3 separate regions of the Mus musculus genome follow, and regions 2 and 3 are each linked to region 1. The links are chromatin contacts, called in public promoter capture Hi-C maps. All regions are on one chromosome and are shown on one strand. The core of a region is the stretch at or near the end of the contact, and the rest is flanking DNA. Distances in the headings are between cores, read along the strand shown.

Evidence for each region. Promoter capture Hi-C pulls out the DNA fragments that hold promoters and counts their contacts.
Region 2: a contact with region 1 is called in a promoter capture Hi-C map of hippocampal neurons, with 2.7 times the contacts expected there. The contact joins the promoter of Clu here to the enhancer-like site in region 1. A contact is called at or near these places in 4 of 39 promoter capture datasets (the SN4741 cell line, hippocampal neurons, pre-B cells and 1 more), 1 of 484 Hi-C or Micro-C datasets (induced pluripotent stem cells) and 1 of 9 other capture datasets (adipose tissue).
Region 3: a promoter capture Hi-C map of neural stem cells shows a contact between it and region 1. The contact joins the promoter of Fzd3 here to the enhancer-like site in region 1. A contact is called at or near these places in 13 of 39 promoter capture datasets (the 3T3-L1 cell line, the C10 cell line, cranial neural crest and 8 more), 1 of 484 Hi-C or Micro-C datasets (cortical neurons) and 2 of 9 other capture datasets (adipose tissue and macrophages).

The regions. Positions count from the first base shown.
Region 1 is chr14:65,543,867-65,546,653 of GRCm38.p6, forward strand. All of the region lies in intron 14 of Elp3 (elongator acetyltransferase complex subunit 3), which reads right to left. Among named protein-coding and RNA genes, the nearest start is that of Elp3, 48 kb to the right of the region's middle. Within about 2 kb of position 1,370, at least 20 of the 459 cell types and tissues checked have an H3K27ac peak or open chromatin away from gene starts, as enhancers often do. A contact at or near this core is called in cortical neurons, hippocampal neurons and neural stem cells, where this site is marked.
Region 2 is chr14:65,967,057-65,969,843 of GRCm38.p6, forward strand. It overlaps Clu (clusterin), which reads left to right and starts at 1,427. Exons shown (of 9, transcript NM_013492.3): 1 at 1,427-1,632.
Region 3 is chr14:65,261,113-65,263,899 of GRCm38.p6, forward strand. Fzd3 (frizzled class receptor 3) reads right to left here and starts at 1,351. Exons shown (of 7, transcript NM_021458.2): 1 at 1,220-1,351.

The DNA.
Region 1 (2,787 bases), core at 120-2,619:
GAGAGTCTCACTATGCAGCCCATGCTGGCCTTAAACTCACAGCAATCCTCCTGGTTCAGGCTTCAGAGCGTGGAGATTATATTTTTATTGTTCCCCTCAACACACCTAGTGATTCTGATGGCAATGAAACAATATTTAATTTTTGCTTTTAAATAATTTTCACACTTAAAGATGACAGTTAACTTTAAAACTGTTTACTAAGCCAATTATACACTTTAAAGTGAGTGAACTTGAATGCCTCTTACTAAGTATTTCATCTGACCGACTGCTTAAAGCAGTTTCAGTTTTTCTCCTCCAGCTTTAGCCGTAGGCTGATTCATCAGGCACATGTGTATACTTTTTAATAAATACATGGAGGTAACAGATGAAAGCAATGTTTTTAAATAGGGAAAATGAGAATATACAGCACCTCTCTGATCTACAGTGACGTCAATAATACTGTCTAGAGGTAGAGCCCCGATCATAAATCTGAGTAGCAGGGAACCTGCTGCCAGGATGAGGAGAAGCTGGAATGAACCAGAGCAGAATTTTCCAAGCTCTACATAAATGCGTTACTTACAGCCAGGCCAACAAAATGATAAATGGTCCTGTCTCTCCTGTCCTCACGAATCGTGCCAAGTCAGGAAGCCATGCCACCACTGCGTGTGACTTAGAAAAAAAGCCACAACTCATAGAGAGCACAGAGTTATGAGCTGAGAACAACGTCAGAGAAAGGTGTCAGCTGTGGCCAAAGTTATGTATCCATGATCGATGACTGGGATCAACTGCTTATGAAAACTTTAGCATCACCAATTTCATCATCAAATGCCTCACTGAGAACGAGGATGGAAGTAATTATTGAAGAAATTAAAGGATCATCTATGGAAACACACGCACACCAGCAGCAGCAGCAGCAGCAGATTTAGAAAATCCAAAGCCAAGGTGAACAAGTGGAAGGAGAAAGCAACATCAACAACACAGCACAATAACAAACACTTGCTATCCTCTAAGTTCTGAACAACAGATTTCTCAGATCAGGGATACAGGACTAAGAGAAGAAGATGCACTTGCCACATAGCAAATGTGTCCAATGTTTCCTCAGGAAGGCTGGTCAGGGCCAAAGAGGAAGTCAAGGAATCTATATGAAGCTTTCTTTACACAATGGAGTGGCTCCCAGACCAGAGGACAGCCAACGATGCTCGCCAACTTTTCTCTCAAAGAACTCCCTTCAGGGCTGTTCCTATAGAAACCCATTCTAGCTGGAGAAGAACCCTCTGCAGGGTGCCAGGGGAGGAGACCCAGCATTGCAGCTGACAGAAAGGTTCCCTTGCCTGCTTCTCTAAGTAAGTCACTTCTTGTTATTTTAGGAATTCACCATGCAGATGACATGAAATTGAGCTATCATTTAGATGATGATAAAAAGCTGGTGAGGACAGATGCTGACTGACTCCCACTCAGAAAGACACCCTGCTCAGAGAAAAACAGACTGAGGCTCTTATGTGCAATTAGATTTGACCTCAGGCAAGTCAGGGGCCTTGGGTGGATACTTCTGAGGGAAAACGATGGCAGAAAGGCAGTGATGGAAAATGGAAACCTGATTAGGCTCTCAAAGACACTGGAAAGTCACATGACTCAGTGCCATCTGGGGGTGTAGGGCTATGGGCCAGAGTTACAACCTTGATGGCTGGGAAGAAAGGACGGCATCTGGAGAATACTAAAGTCTAGCTTCTCATCCATGGTCTGAGGGCAATCAGAGGCAGCACACTGGCTGGTTAGCAATTGTGGGCTCTCCATCCGCAACTAGACCTAAAGAGCTAGGATGTGCTAAAATGACTTTTAGCAAGCTCTGTGGGGATCAGCCCCACCCAGATGTACAGGCAGAAGGCCTTCTGAAGCAGCCTGCCCTTCCCTGGTACTTCTGGTCCACTTCAGGATAAGCTGGAAGAGGGAAACCTTTCTTATTGCTCATCAGGGCTGGCCAGGTAGTCTCAGCCAGGCACTTTGTTGTGGGACTAAAGTAATGGAGAAAAATAAGAAAAGCTAGACATGCTAAGAAATAGATTATCAACCTGGGTAACATCAAACACCCACGCCAGACTAAATGATTAAGTGAGCCGTGTGACTATATCTCTGTAATGGTAATCATGAAGACCTGGCCACCAGTATTGATTTATTGACTGGCAACTTCTTATTGATTTTTTTTTTTAAACCTCATTTCAGCTTTAATTTTCAGAAAAAAAAATTCTTAGGTCACGAGTAAGCTTTTGGGATGTGGTAGTCAAACAGGAAAACAAAATAAATTCTGGGGTCAAATCTATCCTAAATCTTGATTCTGTGTTCTGCCATCTTAGGTTTCCCACAGTAATTAGTAATTTTTCTTATAGGGACAGCACACTGAAAAATGTGAATGATCAGTTCTTGCTTCCCCCCAAACCTCCCCTTTGTTTCCTTCTCCAACCATTTAGATGTGCTGGTTATTAGCATGGGGACGCGTCTCTGGGATTCAGAAAACAAAAGTCTGTGTAGTTGGCTTAGCAAACGCTGGAGGAACTGAGAAGACAGCAGGTTCAGGAAGAGCTCTGGAAGACTCCATGAGAGGCTCTCAGCCCATGCTGGAGGGAAGAACATCCTCACCTCTAATGATGGAACCAACAGGCCTGCTAAGTCACCCCCACTTTATCAGTCTCCCCTTAGCGTATTTCCACGACTTCCCACTCTCAGTTCTAAAACACTCGGGCTTACATGCATCTTCTAGTCTTCATTTCCTCATGAATGCTCCTGTGTCTGCCTCATTTTATATTAGTTTGT
Region 2 (2,787 bases), core at 177-2,676, 420 kb after region 1:
CAAATGGAAATCTGGCCCTATGGCTGCTCCTTTAAAGATCTGAACGGGAAACAGACCTCGACCACACATTTCTCCTTCAAGTCTGTTTCTTTTACATAGTTTTCAAGGCCTGCCACCCAAACTGTGTTACCTACATTGGTTCCTCGACAGCTTGAGGGGGATGCCAGGCTCTCTCTCTCTCTCTCTCTCTCTCTCTCTCTCTCTCTCTCTCTCTCTCTCTCGGTTTTTCGAGACAGGGCTTCTCTGTGTAGCTCTGGCTGTCCTGGAACTTAACTTTGTAGACCAGGCTGGCCTCGAACTCAGAAATCCGCCTGCCTCTGCCTCCCGAGTGCTGGGATTTGATACACGGATGTTCCAGGGTTCAGAGTGGGAAGCTCAGCTTCTCCCCCGAGAAGTAGCATGGTGGGGGCTTCTAGGTTGTCCCTTCTTCCCAGAGATGCCCATAACAGGTGTCCCTGTTCTCAGCAAAAAGCAGCTAGGGTGCCTCTCAGCACCTCTGGTCACAGACCCAGCTACTCAGCAGCAGGGCTCCACGGAGAACTTCCACCATAGGCTCCTTGTTCAGAAACCAGTGTGAGTTCCAAGTCTGGGACAAAGTAGTTTTTGTTTAAAAAATTGAATTAGTATATATTAATTATACATAATGAGTTTAAGAATGGCATAGTCATATATATATATTCCCCTCCTTCATTTCTCTTTCGTGTCCTCTTTGTCCTCTTCTTCCTCCCATTATCTCTTCTCTCTCTCTTCCTCTCATAAATTTCATTAGTGTTGCCCACAGGAGCATGCGGTGAGCAGTTATTTACAGAAACATAGACACCTTACCATTGGCTCTATCACCTAAGAAAATGGGGTAGTATACTTGAAAACAGGTGTGAGGGTCCTAGGTCCAGAGGCAGTGAAGCCCACCCTGCTTGACTGGGTCCCAAGTGCGTGGGAGCCATGCTTAGGCTTTACGAATTCAGGGACAGCAGAGGCCTTCGGGATTACTGATGTATCATTGTCTCATTCTTAACCCGCTTCTGTTTCCTCCATCTGTCTGCCAAGGGACCAGCAAGCAGCCCAGTGCAGCGTTTAGGGAGCCAAGTACTTCGTGTATACTCTTCCCTAGCACAATGCCTACGCCATCTTCTATGTTTCTGTTACTCTCCCATTAAAATGGGAGCAAAGAAAAGGAGTGAACGATGTGGAAGGATGTGGAAGATGAACATGCAATAAGGTGGGCGTCGGGCGGTGGAATCCTGTGCCAGTTCTGGGCTGGAAGCAGGCCAGTGTAGTGTGTGGATTCCTTGTCCTCTAAGACTCTTCTGTTGGGGCCTGATTGAGAGGTTTTTGGTAGCTCTCAGGGATTAGAGCCACCAATTTAGGGGCCCTACAGCAACCAATGCGGTCATTTGTGATGCCCATGCGCCCCCTGGTGCCCCCCGCTGGGTGCTGCGCCTCTTACCCCCACCTCTAGGCTTCCAGAAAGCTCCTGGTGCATTCTCCGGCATTCTCTGGGCGTGAGTCACGCAGGTTTGCAGCCAGCCCCAAAGGGGGTGTACTTGAGCAGAGCGCTATAAATAGGGCGCTTCCCCGGTGCTCACCACCCGCGTCACCAGGAGGAGCGCACTGGAGCCAAGCCGCAGACCGGTGAGACAGCTGCACCTTTCCTACCCCAGCGCCGCTGAAGCCACACCGGCAGGGATGGGAGGGCAAGGGTAGCAGCTAGGTGGAAAGCTGGCGCAGCCGTGGGGAAGTGGGAGGTGACTAGAGCCCCATCACCAGACAGCCGAGCATGGGGTTGGGTAGGGGGTGCACGCTGGCTCAGACACGGGAGTCTCCGTGTTCTTTAATCCGGATCACAATTTCACAGCTGTTCAATAGGCCACATACAAAGATCTTCCTTTTGCAAAAATGGGGAAACTGAGGCTTGAAGCCTGCCGTACGATGCGGGAGGCGCAGGGGTGCGAGTGGCTCAGCGCCGCGACTAGGTGCGGATCTCTGTAGTGGCTGTTGTCTTTTGGGCATGAGTCATTGCATTTGGACCTCCCTTTCAGTTCCTGGGACAGCGCATAATAAATAAGATGTTGTGTATTTAAAGACGTGCTGCAGACATCCAGACCCGTTTTGCTGAGCTGACTGCATTCATCCAGTTCTTTAGAGAAATGCTCCACCAGGCCGAGACGTCTGATCCCACCGGATCACTTTATAGATGGTAATCTGAGGCCTGGAGACCATTAGAGGCTCAGCCTCCAAACGTTATATGAATAAGAAACTGAAGCCCTTTGGCTTTTCCAGAATTTCTGGGCCCAGTTTTAAAAATGGTGCTGGTGCTGTTTTTAAAGGAAGAAGTTAGGAATTCAAGAGTCTATACAAGTTCTCTTAACAGGATCATACAATTTAGTGCCCGACCCTGTGAGAATAGTAAAACAAACTGCAAATGGTAGTCAATCAATGGAATATTAGGCAGCAGCAAATGTGTGACTTTTAAAAATATTTAAAAACAGGACCTATGAAGGGATGGTTTATAAAAATGCATTGGAAAAAAATGGAGAAAATACGCCACAATGGGAGAGGCTATGTTTTCCTACTAGATAAGGAGGTCCTTGGCCCTGGTGGGGCTGATGCACCCAGGGTAGTTGGCAGCCAGGCAGTAGGCCAGCCTCCAAAAGAAGACAGGAAGTAAGTCAGTGTAGAGGGAAGGCAGCGGGCTGAACTGAGCAGCGTTGTCCTTGGAACAACAACACCACAGCGCCGGGAAACTTGGGAGACTAGCAGATTCTGACCCGGAGTCCATATTACCAG
Region 3 (2,787 bases), core at 101-2,600, 280 kb before region 1:
CGGAGATTCTCTTGCTTTAGTTTCCGATTACTCAAATTACAGGCATGAGCCATTATCATGCACAACTTGAGTACCCGCTTCTTAATACACAACTAGATTTATCTAGTCCTCTTCTAGCCCATTATGCCCAGTAGACCACCGAGGACCAAAGCAGGCTGAGAAGGGAGGTGGCATCCTTAAGCCCAGCTGGTCTTTGTTTCCCTGCTCTCATGTACTGGTTTTGCAAAGCAACCCAATTCCCATCAACAAACATTCTGGATGTACTGAAGGACTTTCCCACCGTGAGATTTAAGCTGGTGCGTCTGTTCGGCAGTCTGAGAAATTCAGAAGGGAGCTAAAAATTGTGATTCTATCATTGGGCGAAAACCCAGACCTCTCGAGACGTTTTTCAACTTTAAGTCTCTTCTGCCTAATTAATGGCATGTGCTTTTGTTCTTTTTCTACCCACAAGAGGGAAAGAATAGGAAAAGGGAGGAGAAAAGAAAAATGAAAAAGCCCTCTCCTCTTCCCTTGAGGAAGTCCCTACCTCCAAGAGTCCCAAGATGCGAAAAGCCTATGGGATGTTTACAACCTTAACGTTACCCGCATCTCAGTGCCTTTATTCCAGAGGCTAGGAATTCACGCCGCATCCCAGGGCAAATCTGCCGACCCCGAGTCCCCACCGCGGGGGTACCTGGGGAGCGCGCGGCGCTGGGAGCCTCCGACTTTGCAAACTGATGGGCAGCAAGGGACAACTTTTGGGCGCTGGGTGTCAGGGGTCGGCCGGGGGCTGCAGGGAAGCAGCGGCGCCGGAGCTCGGCGCATCGTCCTCCCGCCCACGCCCCCGCGGCGCCGAGCGCAGAAACCGGCTGGGCCCGGCCTCGCTCCCCGCAGGCGACCGGCGCGGGGACCCGCCGCGTCCACACTCGCACAGGTTGCCCGGCGCGGGCGGGACGTACCGGCCCCGCCGCTTTCCCAGGGCATCCTCGCTTAGAGCGGCCGCGGCCCCGAACTCCGCGCCGCCCACTCCGACCCGGCTCCGGCCGGGCCGCTCGCCAGCCGCAGCTCCGCGCCCGCCTCGGCAGCGCCGGCCTCGGGCTTTTGTTCGGCCGCGACGCGAGCAGCGAGCGCCGCCTGACGAGGGGCGGCTGGGCTGGGGCAGGCGCCTCGGCGCTCTCCACACGCAACGCTCCTCTCCCGCCCTCCCGGCCCCGGAGGAAACGTCGGCCGCACGACTCACCTCACCGCCGGCCTCCGGGCTCTCCCGGGCAGCGCCGCTGGCCCCGCAGGCAGCCGCGCGTCCCTCAGGTTCCCCGAGCGGCCGAGGACCGCAGGCGCGCCGAGCCTTCGCGAGCGTCGAGGCGCGCGGCCCGGGGAGGGAGGTGCGCGCGCACGTGCCGCGCATGCGCGCTACGGTCAGCCTCCTATCCAGCTCCTGGCTGTGCAGCGCTGACCGGCTTCGTTGTTCTCAGCCTGGCGTCCTAGGTGATAGTGACGTCTTGAGCGCCGCGCGTCGGTTTGGTGGTTCCCAGCGCTGGAGGCATTCATCCAACATGTGCCCAGTCCTTCTTGCAAAGTCCGCCTGAGCCAAGTTCTCAGTGCGGGTCCAGTGCGGAAGCCAGTGTGCCAACCTCGGACCTCGGGGACTCACGGTGAAGGGTAGTGCCGCGCACAGGTAGCAAGGGACACCCGGTCTGTTGCAACGCTGCACTCTGACCGGCGAAGCAGGTGCACACTTCGCGTCCTCTCCACCGAGACCTTACTATAAACAGACGGAGCTTGTGCTCGCTGGTGACATGCCTCATCTTCCGCTTAGAGGGCTCCCCACTCCCTTTGCTATATGCACGGCTTGAGGAGCTGAAAGATTTCTTTAGAGGTCATCTAAACACAATTTTATTTTTTCCCAACAGGGAGAAGAACTCTCAGAAAGGTTGGATGTCTTACTTAGTCACACAGCATTTTAATGGAAGAGCCTGTATTCAATTAATCGTGATTGCGTTTCTCTTTGTTACAGGGTTTTACCTATCTTTCTTTTTGTCCATCTTCAACTTAGAGTCCATGGCTTCATTTGGTTCTCTTGGTAGCTCACAGGACATACAGCAACGTTGGCCCTGTTGCAAGTGATTGTACTTGACACTACTGACCCTTATGTTTATAAATGGCTACGGTGAGAACATATGGGCTGAAGATACAGTTCTGTTGGTAAAACATTTGCTATACAAGCGGAAGAACCTGAGTTACATCCCCAGAACCCACAAAACAACAACAACAACAAAATAACAACAACAAAATCAGTCCTAATAGCAGGCACTTGTGGTCCCAGTGCTGGGGAGGTGGAGCCAGGGTGGGTCCTGGGGCTAGCTAGTCACTCAGCCTAGCCCATTTGGTGAATCCCCAGGCCAGTGAAAGATTTGTCTCAAAAAACTAGGTGGAGAGCAACTGACTAACACACCTGTAGTTGACCTCTGGCCCATAGGTGTACAGAGAGACAGATAACAAGAGACAGAGTCAGATATAATTTTTAAAAGGTTCTCAGGTAATTTAGTGAATGCTGAAAAGTCTTGTGCTCAGGTCAGTCTCACATCAGAATTGACAGAATTTGATAGGCCAGCGTGATAAACAAAATCTGAAATAGCAATTTCCACTTTCCTTATTGGCACTTGTGCAGCAACATTTTCAGGACAATAATGTTGATTCTTAGGGCCATTCCAGGCAAATCAGCATGCCCCAGGGACCCAGTGGTGTCTCTTGATGAGAGTAAATGAAGAGGCAGGTGGTATATGGGGGTGGAGGAGAAACTTTGTCATA